Linked DNA regions of Mus musculus: region 2 is linked to region 1. The links are chromatin contacts, called in public promoter capture Hi-C maps. All regions are on one chromosome and are shown on one strand. The core of a region is the stretch at or near the end of the contact, and the rest is flanking DNA. Distances in the headings are between cores, read along the strand shown. Region 1 holds the start of Adam33 (a disintegrin and metallopeptidase domain 33). Region 2 holds the start of Cenpb (centromere protein B).

Region 1 (6,561 bases), core at 2,646-5,145:
GTGGGCATGTGGCCAGGGAGCATAAATCGCACAGTGCTTGCTTCATACTGTCTGCTGAAGTCATCCGGGCCCCTTCCTGCTCCTCATAGCTCCTCACATGATAACTCACGGGGTGGGCTGCTCGCTCACAGGGACTGGCACAGGCTTGGCACATGGCAGGTGGCACATGGTTCTTGTACATGGTTGAATAGAAGCACAGAAACCCAGCTCTACCAGAGGCAAGACAGGGAGAGAACAAACCAAAGATGGCAAGATGTTCCAGGATGACCGAGAGCAAAAGCCACACCTAAAGGGTGGTGGCTGCTGAGGGTTTGGGGACATGTGACTTGAATCTTTGCTCTCAAGTACTTCCAAGAGGGATGTTGGAGACTACTTGGGGTGGGGCTCATTGGGCCCAATCTTCAGTAGTCTAAAGCCCCTCAGAAATAATTACTTAGCTGTAATTCAAGCACAATATATACACATGGTAAGTGTATTAGCAAAATGGCTTTCTATGTAATATAAATAAGATAAAAAAACAAACAAACAAAAAACAAAACCAGAAATACCAGCACTTCAGAGTACCCCACTCCCAACCCCTGCCCAGTGTAGCTGCTAACTTCACTAATCAAGTTAATTTAAAAATCAAATATAATACCACAGATTTTATTTTTCCTGTGTTTCTGCTTTATACAAATGGTATCATATTTTAAACATGAGAACATTGTGAGATGACTAGCCAGTGTCTGTCTGTCTGTCTCTCTCAGATATTTATTTATTTATTTCATGTATGTAGGTACACTGTCACTGTCTTCAGACACACCAGAAGAGGACATTGGATCCCATTACAGATGGTTGTGAGCCACCATGTGGTTGCTGAGAATTGAACTCAGGACCTCTGGAAGAGTAGTCAGTGCTCTTAACCACTGGGCCATCTTTCCAGTCCTGACCAGTGTCTCTTAATGGTGAAATATTCTTCCCTTGGCCCTAGCATTTTATCCTTGGGCATTTTCTCAGGAAAAATGAAGGCGCGTGTCACCCTGAGATTTGTACTAGGATGTTCATAACAGTGCTACCCATCAGCCAGGAACTGAAAACAATAAATGCTCGGCAGCAGGGGAATGACCGAGTAGACAGAGCTACGCCCACACAGCTATGAGAGCTGTGCCTACAGCTGAGTGTGGTTCTCAGACGGTCAGTGGGAGGGGCTGGCAGCGATGGCTGCCTGTGGCAGTTACATGTCCTACCGCTCTATTAAAGGAGCTAACAAAGGCAACCTTAAGGAAGGAAACATTTATTTTGGGTCACGGTTAGTAGGCACAGTCTCAGAGTGGTTGGAAAGATGGCAGCAAGTGTCTCTAGCTGAGGGGGCAGGAGTGGGAGGCCCTGGTCACTTTGTGTCGGCGAGGAAGCAGACAGAGAGGTGGGGGTGCCGTTTGCTTCTTACTTTCCTCTTCCTACCCAGTCCAGGATGACAGAACATCAGGTATTGCCACCCACATTTGGAGTGGGTCTTCTGGTCTCTGTTAAAACTCTCTGGAAACACCCTCACTGACCTGATGTGCCCGGAACAAGGTGATTCTCAGCCCAAGCAAGTTCACAGCGAAGACCAAGGACAGGTATAGTTAAGGAATGGGATAGAAGTCAATACAACAGCCACTGGTGGGCAAAAGGGATGGGCGGGAGCCACAATGGAGATTCGAGAGCCAGGGAAGTGAGCAGGTTCACTTTGTGAAAATCTCACATTTCTGAATCTATATTTTGGAAAGAAAACTTAATTTAAAAAAATCTGCCACTTTTCCTACGCCTTGTGCTGTGTATCGACATGGGAGGATACCTTGAGGCCAGGAGACTGAGATCAGCCTGAGCAACACAATAAAACCTCATTTCTTACAAAACAGAACAAATTGGGTGTGGAGGTGCACGCCTTTAATCCCAGCACCCAGGGAGCAGAGCCAATCACCCTTGTAACCATCTCAAATTCAGACCCAGGGGCTGTCTAGCGGCAGAAGAGTCCATGGAACACTGTGACCATAGTCATACAATTGGAAACTACTTATCGACAAGAATAAATGGCCATAGGTAATAGGCAATAGGTTGGGTAAAACTCACAAATTGGGAAAATACAACCCATACTCCAGACAAGGGCCAATCGCCTTTAAACATAGAGGTCCTTTAAACTGTTAAAAGAAGGACCAACCACTCACTAGAAAAATGAGCTACACATGAATATGTTACTATATTTAAAAAAAAAAAAAACCTGTGTCTAAAACAGCAGCTTATGTAAGAAATTGGTAGTAGTGGCTTTCTGTGGGGAAGGAGTACCCAAAGGATGGAGACTAAAGGAAGACTCTCCTAAGCATTTTATACCTTCTCCCTTGTTTGCTTTGTTGTAGTGGTGGTGGTTGTTTTTGATTCTTTTTTGTTTGGTTGGTTTTGGTTTTTTTCAAGACAGTGTTTCTTTGTGGAGCCCTGGTTGTCCTGGAACTCACTCAGGCTGCCCTTGAACTCAGAGATTCTCCTGCCTCTGGGCTTAAAGGTGTACCTCACCACTGTCAGGCTTGGGTTTGTTTTTGAGACGGGGTCTTGCTGTGTAGCTCCAGCTGCCTCTGAAGTGCTAGAATTACAGACATGAACTACAGATATCTCCCAGTCTCCTCTCATTCTCCCTCCCTGCCCCCTTTGTATACACATTCACCTGTGTGTGCATGTGTGACTCACTCTGAGTTCTTCCAGTGTTACTCTCCATCAGATTTTTTGAGATAGGGTCTCTTACTGAACCTGGACCTCAAACATTTGCCTGTCTCTGTCCAGTCCAACACTTGGCTTACAAGTTTGTGCAATGGTTCTGGCTTTCTCTGATTGCTGGAGACTTGAACTCAAGAACCAACGCAGGTCCTTTACTTACTAAGCCTTCTCCTTGATGACACCCCTCACCCCACTGCCACACACCAGGTCTCCAGGCTGATCTCACACTTTTTCCATATAGGACTTTGAACTTGTCTTTTGCCTCTCTGCTGGGATACAGGTGTGTGCTGCTACACCCAATTTATGGGATGCTGGGGATGGAACTCAGGGCCCCAATCTTGTATCAACTGAGGTGCGCTCGCTCTCTCGCTCTCATTCTCTCTCTCTCTCTCTCTCTCTCTCTCTCTCTCTCTCTCTCTCTCTCCCCCCTCCTTCCCTTCCCTCTCTCTTCCATGAGACTTCTTTCTATATTGCACAGGCTAGCTATCTTGAGTGTCCTGTCTCGATCCAATTGCCTGACCTATCATACTGGTTTTCTGTTTTTGGTTTTGGTTTTTTCGAGACTGGGTTTCTCTGTGTAGCCCTGGCTGTCCTGGAACTCACTTTGTAGACCAGGCTGGCCTCGAACTCAGAAATCCGCCTGCCTCTGCCTCCCGAGTGCTGGGATTAAAGGCGTGCACCACCACGCCTTTAATCCCAGCATTTGATGTTCGAATCGTATAAATGTTTTTTCTTCTGCCGTTGGAACTTTTACATTCCATATTCTCAGAACGAAATTATTAATCATCTTATTTCAAAGTTAAATCTCTTGCTATCCGAAATCATACCAAGTGTACGAAGTGATCTTTTCAACACGAAAGCAATGTCCTTAAAATTTGGGAAAGGGTCCCTCATGCCTGGGGGTCTGTGGTATAGAACAATTCTGTCCTGGCCATCGCTGTTCCTCTGCCCTGTGCCCACCACTGCATTGCCTTTACCAGGAACCACAGACTTCAGCAACGCGGCCACCACAAGACCCCTAGGTACCCAGATGCATCTCAGCTGCAGTGGGACAGCTTCACTGCTGTGGGACACTAGGTGCAGGTAGACAGATCCTGGGTAGAAAGGAGAATCCAGATGTCACTAGGGAGACTGCGACCAGAGATGTGTGCTAGGCAGACAGAGCAGCTGTGGGGATCACTTAGCTAGTGCCTCTATTCAGCACCAGAGAGGTTCTCTAAGAACCTTCCCGGACTTTCCGCCCTCGCCTCCCTTGGCCAGCGTGGATAGGATTGTTGCAGATAACGCCAGGGAGGGTCATCCTGGCTCCCGCAGCGCGGACTCCTGTTTTGCGGGCCAGGGTAGGGCCACACTCCTGCGCTCCTGTGAGGTGGCGCGAGGCCCGCTGAGGGCGGGAGGAGGCGGCCCCCTCTAGCCGGGGTGGAGCCAACAGCACAGCAAGAGTGAGAGGGAAAGGCACTCCCAGCCATGGGCTCGAGGTGCGGGAGACCCGGGGGGTCTCCGGTGCTGCTATTGCTGCCGCTGTTGCTGCCCTCGTGTCCGCTGCGGAGCGCTCGGATGTTTCCAGGTGAGGATACAGGCGGCGGGGGGGGGGGGGGGGGGGGGCGGCTCTAGGGCAGGGTGAAGTGGTGGTGGTCATGGGTTCCAGTGCAACTACAGAACATAGAGTTCCCGACCCTCGGCTACCTGGCCAGGACAGGATGTGGGAAGGGTCTGTGCTCCTGGTAAGGGTTGGCCCTGGAGCAGACTTGCCCACACTTACTTAGCAAAGCAAATAGGCAACACTACCCTTTCCTCAGTGCTGCCCAGCTCTGTCCGGAAGCTTCTGCACTTCCAAACTGCCAGGCCAGAGTGTCTCCCTGCTCCTGGAAGGACCTGGGGTCCTTGGAGTCCTGGTCTGCCCACAGGCCTAGCTGTCTCATTCGGCTCGTCCTCTTCTCATGCTGGGTCTGGGCAGTGTGTATGGTGTTTATACAGTTGCCTTATGTGGCAGTTCTTCAAACAGGGGTGTCTGCCTAGCCGTGCCTGGGGCTACCACTTTCTCTTCCTACTGTAACCTCTCCTTACTCCGGGACGACAGGGCTCTTAGCATCTCCAAGCCTGTAGGGTGAATCTCCAAACTCCACATAGCAAGCACTAGGCTGGCCAGAAGGCAGAAGGACCACCGGGGAGGAGGCAGTAAGGGCTGAGGGCTGGATATTGGGCAGTCTGGAAACCACCCCATATCTGTTGACTGCTGCTTCCGTAAGGCTTCTGAGGGGGCTGACTGACAGCTGTATTGCCTTTAGCCTGCGGATAGTTAATGGTGAGGAGAGAGAGCCTCTGTGTTTCCTAATGCAGACTGGCTTCCTCAGTTTCCACTTTAGTCCACCGGACTCCTAGCTTGCCTCCTTCCTTGTCTTGCAGGGCTGCACAGAGAACACTCACACCTGAATCCTTATCCTGCACCCTTGGTAATCCGAGGCCAGCAAGACTTGGTTCTCCATACTCAGTTAAGCCTTCTCTTGGCGGAGAGATCTTTAACCTCCAGGAAGGCTTCTCTGTCCTTCCTTCTCCTCCTCTCCCTTCTCTCTCTTCAGCCTCCATTCCAAAGCCACACTTGCACATCCCCACTTGCACATGGCTCACTAATTACGAAGCACATGTGACTTTAAGGACGAGGTTCCTGGAGCTGCTGCTATTTCAGATTTTGAAAATGTATATGAGCGTTTTGCCTGCACATGCATCTGTGTACCGCGGAGGTACCAGGAAAACCTGGGGGCCGGAAGAGAGAGGCGGATCCCCTGGAGCTGGGGTTACAGATAGTTATGAGGCACCATGTGGGTGCTGAGAACTGAACCCGGTCCTCAGGAAGAACAGCGAGTGCTCTCAATCCCCGATCCACCTCTCCAGCTCCCATTCCAGAATCTTGATGTCTGGGATCTAGGGAGGCGGTGGAACAAGGAGCTGGGATGACCCAGGAAGGGCTGAGCCAACAGAGCTCTCCACTCAGGCAAGGCCAGAGCTGGAGTGGCTGGGGTTTCTATGTTTTTTTCCTTTTTTTTTCTGTAACCTGTGCCAACTGGAAGATGCAGCGGCAGAGGGATAAGTGGGCTTGCTGCTATCTCTGCAGGAGCTTGGCTCCTGCAGGATAGGTCCTGTGAGTGTTTCTGGGACCAGATAGGAGAGGGGAGGTAGGAACATTCCTGAAGAACATTCCAACACCGTCTGAGTAATGCTTGGCTCCGATTCTCTTCCTGGAGCCCCTTGGAAACGCCTGGCCCAGGATCACTGAGCCTCTGAACCCTAGCTCCTTCAGGTTCTGGGCCAGGTCCGTCAGAGTCCCAACACCAGCATCAACCCTAATGGGAGTCAGGAGCTGTGGGACAGACATTTGGTGGCTGTCTTACTCAGATGGCAAAGGAGGCCTCCAAACACCTCCCTCACCATAAAGGCATCTACTACCCAGTCTAAAAATACCCAAGGCTGCCTCCTTCTTCCCAGCCCCTCTGCGCTGGGGTCTGGGCTTCTTCCCGGGACCTCTGACCTCAAACCAGCTCTCTAAGCTCTGGCCGCTTCAAATTCCCCAATGGGGATGGTTCCTGGTGCCTCGGTTTCTCTTTTGCCACCTCCCTGGTTGCTTCTCCATTTAGGGGATGCCCCATGAATACCAAATCCTGGAAGTGCTACACATGGAGTCCAGCTTTCAGGACCCCTCCTTCCCCGATGGCTTCCTGCTCCTAACTGCAATTTTAACACTATTCTCTGCTTTCACCCCAGGAAATGCCCATGGAGAGCTAGTCACTCCCCACTGGATCCTGGAGGGCAGACTCTGGCTCAAGGTCACCCTGGAGG
Region 2 (6,561 bases), core at 1,052-3,551, 120 kb before region 1:
CTGTGCCACCACTATTTGACTAAAGTGGAGTTCTTAAAGGTCGGAAAAATACGGTTGGGGGTAGAGCATACAATTGGCAAACATGAGGCCCTAAGTTTGATCCTTATGGCACATGTAGAAGGGAAAAGACCAGCATGAGAAATGTGGACAAAGGCAGAGACACTCAGGATCCAATATGTACATGGAAAGTGAAATGTGTATCCGAAGAGTAGGGAGTCACACTCTCTTCTCTGGCCTCGCAGAACACAACACTGACCTGATTTCTGATTCTGTCTTTATCAGTTTCTCCTAAGTGTGTTGTTCTAGAGCCCTTAACCCAGAAGCTCCCAGGGCTCTATCCTTGGTTCTCTTTGTTTCTTGACCTAAAGCTTTGTCTACCCCAGCTCCTCAGCCCGTTATCCTGGAGGCTGCTCTTTCAAGACTTTTTAAAACATGGCAACCTATCAAAACCCTCACCAAAGGGCTCAAGGGTCTATGCAGAAAAGAAGGTAAAATGATGTTTAAGAGACAGAAGTGAGGGCTGGAGAGATGGCTCAGTGGTTAAGAGCACTGACTGCTCTTCCAGAGGTCCTGAGTTCTATTCTCAGAAACCGTATGGTGGCTCATAACCATCTGTAATGGGATCTGATGCCCTCTTCTGGTGTGTCTGAAGACAGCTATAGTGTACTCATATACATAAAATAAATCTTGGAAAAAAAAAAAAGAGCCAGAGGTGAGAGATGATTCCACAGAAATAGTGACTTCCACACACAACAGGATTGATACACATATGAACTCACAGTATGCACATGGCCTGCACAGGTTCAAGGCAGACCAGGTCCCAGCACTGAAAGGGAAAGTGGACAAAGTGTCCCATACCAAACCAAGATGCTCTCTGCAACTGATACCCACTGGCAAAGGGACAATCAGGGTTTTTTTCCCCATGGAATGTCAGAGTATATCAACCACACTCAAGGGCAGATCCACGCCCAGGTGTAGTTGGTCAACACAAAATGAACTCAATGGTATTTTTGTAGACTTTTTTGGGTATTTGTTTGTTTGTTTGTTTGTTTTACTGGTCTTTTGCTTGTTTGTTTTGAGTTTTGTCTTTGTAGAGTTCTCTCTCTCTCTCTCTCTCTCTCTCTCTCTCTCTCGTTTCTTGGGTTGTCTGGTATGGTGGTACATGCTTTAGTCCCAACACTGGGGAGGCAAAAGCAGGAGAATCTCCATGAGTTTCAGACCATAACAGGTCAATACAGAGTTCCAGGTCAGCCAAGGCTATATAATGAGACTCTGCTCAAACAAAACGAAAACAGGCAAGCAAAACACTGCACTGTGCGCACTGCCTCAAGGGTTCATCACTTTCGTGTTTGGTCCTGCAGGAGGAGGTTTTAAGATTTATTTGTACAGATGTTTATGTACATACGCATTTTTGTAGTTTTAGATATGGCTACTTGCATGGGGAGGGGGGAACCAATAACACCCAGATGTTAATAGTGTTTATGGATTTGAATTACTAGATCTTGTTTATTTTTGTTTTTCAAGAAAGTGGTATTCTGCATAACAAACAGCCCTGGAGACCAGGCTTGGCTCAACCTCCACCTACCTCTGTCTCCCTCATGCTGGGATTAAGGCATGCGCCATCACAAAAATTGCTAGAATTTTTAAAATGTCATTAACACCATCAAGTGGATTTAAATGCTATGTTGTCTTTACAATAACATAACTGCGTAACCATAGATTGGCTCTTTCACATTTGGAAGAGTATACACCATTAAAGTTCATGTTAGGTGTCTGAGAAAAAGGCGCAGCACTTAAAGTGCACAGGCTGCTCTCAAGAGGTTTGGATCCCAGCACCCATGTTGCAATTCATAATTACCTGCAATCCTACTCCTGTCTGAAGCCCTCTTCTGGTCTGCTTGGGCATCTGCATGCAGGAGCGCCTACACACAGGCAGACATTCACATGCATAAAGACAATTATTTAAAAAGAAGCATACAGACAATTGCATTTACACGTAGCAAAAAATCCTAATCGCTTGACGCCAACCAATTAAAACGCAGTCTAAGCAGCCTGATGCCAGCTAGCCGCCTCTGGAGGAAAGAGCAGACCGGAGAGCACCAAAAGGTCCCTGCGCATCTGTCCAGGTGCCTAAGTGCGTTTTGTCTCTGCCGATGACCTTTCCCGCGCGTGGCCGAGGCGCACAGTCCGGGCCTCAGCGCCCCCGGCGGCGGGTCCGGGCAGCGGCGCGGGGTCCGGGAGGCGGCGCCCAGCGTCCCCCCGCTTCCCGCGAGATCCCGCGCGCGCTCCGCCCCGCGCCGCGCCGCGCTCCCCGCTGGGCACGTCCTGCCGCCCGCGCCGCTCGCCACCGCCCGCCGCCGCCCCGCGAGCCGCTTTGTCTCGGGCGGGGCGCGCGGAGAGGCCACCAGGTGCCCCCCCCGCCGCGGGCCCGGGCCCCCCGCCCCGGGGCGGCGACGGCGGTGCCGGGCCCCGGGGCGGAGGGCGCGCCGGGATGGGCCCCAAGCGGCGGCAGCTGACGTTCCGGGAGAAGTCGCGGATCATCCAGGAGGTGGAGGAGAACCCGGACCTACGCAAGGGCGAGATCGCGCGGCGCTTCAACATCCCGCCGTCCACGCTGAGCACCATCCTGAAGAACAAGCGCGCCATCCTGGCGTCGGAGCGCAAGTACGGAGTGGCCTCCACCTGCCGCAAGACCAACAAGCTGTCCCCGTACGACAAGCTGGAGGGGCTTCTCATCGCTTGGTTCCAGCAGATCCGCGCCGCCGGGCTGCCGGTCAAGGGCATCATCCTGAAAGAGAAGGCGCTGCGGATAGCGGAGGAGCTGGGCATGGACGACTTCACTGCTTCCAACGGCTGGCTGGATCGCTTCCGCAGGCGCCACGGTGTAGTGGCCTGCAGCGGCGTGACCCGTTCTCGGGCGCGAAGCTCTGCCCCTCGGGCCCCAGCGGCACCTGCCGGCCCAGCCACGGTGCCCTCCGAGGGCAGCGGTGGGAGCACACCCGGCTGGCACACGAGGGAGGAGCAGCCGCCGTCGGTAGCTGAGGGCTACGCCTCGCAGGACGTGTTCAGCGCCACCGAGACCAGCCTGTGGTACGACTTTCTGTCGGACCAGGCCTCAGGGCTCTGGGGAGGTGATGGACCGGCGCGCCAGGCCACCCAGCGCCTTAGCGTTTTGCTGTGCGCCAACGCCGATGGCAGCGAGAAGCTTCCCCCACTGGTCGCAGGCAAATCTGCCAAGCCCCGTGCAGGGCAAGGTGGTCTGCCCTGCGACTACACTGCCAACTCGAAGGGTGGAGTCACCACCCAGGCTCTGGCTAAGTACTTGAAAGCTCTGGACACTCGAATGGCAGCAGAATCTCGTCGGGTCCTTCTGCTGGCCGGCCGTCTGGCTGCCCAGTCCTTGGACACCTCGGGCCTGCGGCACGTGCAGCTGGCCTTCTTCCCTCCTGGCACCGTGCATCCTTTGGAGCGAGGAGTGGTCCAACAGGTGAAGGGCCACTACCGCCAGGCGATGTTGCTCAAGGCCATGGCAGCACTCGAGGGCCAGGATCCCTCAGGCTTGCAACTGGGCCTTGTGGAGGCCCTGCACTTTGTGGCTGCAGCCTGGCAGGCAGTGGAGCCCTCGGACATAGCAACTTGCTTTCGTGAGGCGGGTTTTGGAGGTGGCCTTAATGCCACTATCACCACTTCCTTCAAGAGTGAGGGAGAGGAAGAGGAGGAAGAGGAGGAGGAAGAAGAGGAGGAGGAGGAAGAGGAGGGTGAAGGGGAAGAGGAGGAGGAAGAGGAAGAAGAAGGGGAGGAGGAAGGAGGGGAAGGAGAGGAGGAAGGAGAGGAAGAGGTAGAAGAGGAAGGTGAGGTTGATGATAGTGATGAAGAGGAGGAAGAAAGTTCCTCTGAGGGTTTAGAGGCTGAAGACTGGGCCCAGGGAGTAGTGGAAGCCAGTGGTGGTTTTGGGGGTTATAGTGTCCAGGAAGAGGCCCAGTTCCCCACTCTCCATTTCCTGGAAGGAGGAGAGGACTCTGACTCAGACAGTGATGAAGAGGAGGACGATGAAGAGGAGGATGAGGAGGATGAAGATGAGGAGGATGATGAGGATGGTGATGAGGTCCCTGTGCCCAGCTTTGGGGAGGCCATGGCTTACTTTGCCATGGTCAAGAGGTACCTGACCTCCTTCCCCATCGATGACCGAGTGCAGAGTCACATCCTTCATTTGGAACACGATCTGGTCCACGTGACTAGGAAGAACCATGCCAGGCAGGCGGGAGTTCGGGGTCTTGGACATCAAAGCTGAGCTGCTGGACATAGCTGTACCCCAGCCCAGATGGGCTGCTCCTGCCCAAGGCAGAGAACTCTGGGCAGCTGCTGGAGATGGCTGGAGAAGCCCAGGGCTTTCAGCAACGCTTCGCCAGGTTCCAGGCTCCAGGCTCTGAGACAGGCCCAGGGGCTGAGGTCCCCCTCACTGCTGTTGCCTCTTTCTCAGAATCCTCTTTCCTCCCCATTAGTCCCTGGGCTCAGGGCACTGGATGGGTGGGGAGCTGTCCGGTGCTACCACACCATGCCATCAGTGGGCTAGATCACAGCAGCAGCCAGGGTTGGGTCCTGGAAGCTCTTGGCCAGAGAGTGCCTCTCCCCCTGCCACCCAACCAGGTCTTTGGTGGGGGGATCCCAAAGCCATTCTGGAAAGGGCTCCAGAGGAAGGTCTAGCCTAGGCCCCCACAAAACTAGCAGCCCCCCTCCTGCATCTCTAGGCTAAAAGAAGCACAGTGTAACTTAGGGCGGGCTCCCGAGCCTGCCTCTGCCTGCTTTCCACCTCCCCAGATCCCTTTCTCTGGCCCAGTCTTTGGCCCTTGGTTTTCTTTCCAGATTGGAGGTTTCCAGGAGGCCCTCCAGGGGCGTGACAGCAGGCACCTCCAATCTGGGTAGCTACAGGCCTCTGCCTCATCCTCTGCAGACCCCCATCCTGGGCAGAGGGGCCTGGGGCTGGGCCCAGAGTCCAGCCACCCAGGTGCTCCTTTCCCAGCTTGAATTCAATAAATCTGTCCACTCCCCTTTTGTGGGAGTGAATGTTTTAACAGCCAAGGATGCATCCTTCATGGTCTGGGCTTGCGTCTATCTTGGGGGACACATCCCTTCCCGATTCCCCTTGGTTCTTGCCGTTAGCGGGACATGGAAGCAAGGTTTGAGTAGATGGACGTGACTGGGGTGAGTGGCAGGCGGTGACACCCACATCTAAATGTTACAGAATTCTGGGGAAGGAGGGTGTTACATCTTTTTGATAGTCTTGAGGAACCTTAGCCTTAAACTTTGTTAGTGAGAAGCTCCGGGTGGGGTAGGAGATAGGGAGCAGGTCAGCCCATATGCACCTGATGACCCAGCCCACCAAAGCTAAAGTCAGCAGGAACAAGAACAACTTTGGGATGGCTGTGAGCCAGGTTGGAGCTGGAGGTGCATACAAGGCACCCTTATCTTACCCTACGAGGGAGTTCTTCCGGCCTTTGATGGACATTTTCAAGCCTGTTAGCCACAGCACAGTAACAGAAGGCAAAGTTACTGGGAAACAAATTGCAGCCCCATGAATTGGTAGCTCGCTGTGCAAGGCCACTCCCCCCACTCCAGTCCAAAGGTGAAGGCGGCATGCCCTTCTTTCAGTGCCCAGCCCCTCCCCTCATGGCTCTTCCTTTCTGAGGCCTTCAGGTTCCAGCCAAGGAAAAGCCTGATCAGGGTAGTACCAAACCGGTTTTCCCACCTTGACTACTGCTGGCATATTACCCCTGGTAAATCCCCAAACCCAACATAGCCCAGCCACCAAGTTCTCCCTACCGTGGAATGTAAAGGGGTGGGGGATATCTAAGTCCCCCTTTGTGCCTTGTTTGCCTTAGGTGGGGGCCAGAAGGGTTGAGTCTTGTATTTCTAACACTAGGGGATTACCTCCCTTGGAAATTTGTTTTGTATTTTTTAATGCAAATTTTGTTTTTATTTATATTAAGGTAGGGAGGAACCAGGGCCTATAGCAATCCTGGTAAGTGTCTCACGGCCGAGCCACACTTCCCCTTGAAAGTTTTGAAACAAAGTCCACAAAGTCAAGCAAAGGGGTTGAGATTCCATATGACATCACCCCCTTCCTCTAGTTGGAAGCCTGGAGGAGAGGACCAAAAAGTCTAGTCTACCCTGTGGGCTTGCTCTGGAGTAAGTAGGAGGGAGCAGTGGCCTTTTCTCTAGATGCCCCTGGCTAATCCAGGACCTTTGTCCCAAGTTCCAAGTCAAATCTCTTTGGTCTGTCTCCTGCCAACAAGAATCTCTTCTACTGGACTCTTATGATTTAACACAAGCTGTTGCTAATACGGCCCCTTTTGTGTGCTAGGTGCCAAACACTCAGGTGCCCTTATGAAGTAACAAAAGCCATGACAAACAGGCAGAGAGCTTCAGTAATATGCCCAGTGCCACATCCATTAGTCTATTGGAAGCAAACTTTCTCCTTCCTTAGGCAGGCTCTAGAAGTACCCCTTTAGTACTGTGTTTCTTCCCTAAGGAGGGACCTGTGTTCCTAGCCCTCCTGGTTGC

Evidence for each region. Capture Hi-C pulls out chosen DNA fragments and counts their contacts.
Region 2: a promoter capture Hi-C map of adipose tissue shows a contact between it and region 1. The contact joins the promoter of Cenpb here to the promoter of Adam33 in region 1. A contact is called at or near these places in 6 of 39 promoter capture datasets (the 3T3-L1 cell line, cranial neural crest, frontonasal cranial neural crest and 3 more), 8 of 484 Hi-C or Micro-C datasets (the G1E-ER4 cell line, Sertoli cells, bone marrow-derived macrophages and 4 more), 13 of 115 datasets of contacts at active chromatin or transcription factors (the 230-238 cell line, the NIH/3T3 cell line, bone marrow-derived macrophages and 6 more) and 5 of 9 other capture datasets (adipose tissue, embryonic stem cells, liver and 2 more).

The regions. Positions count from the first base shown.
Region 1 is chr2:131,061,148-131,067,708 of GRCm38.p6, reverse strand. Adam33 (a disintegrin and metallopeptidase domain 33) reads left to right here and starts at 3,895. Exons shown (of 21, transcript NM_033615.3): 1 at 3,895-4,294; 2 at 6,487-6,561. The coding sequence starts at 4,195.
Region 2 is chr2:131,175,807-131,182,367 of GRCm38.p6, reverse strand. Cenpb (centromere protein B) reads left to right here and starts at 2,301. Exons shown (of 1, transcript NM_007682.3): 1 at 2,301-5,079. The coding sequence starts at 2,492. The coding sequence ends at 4,291.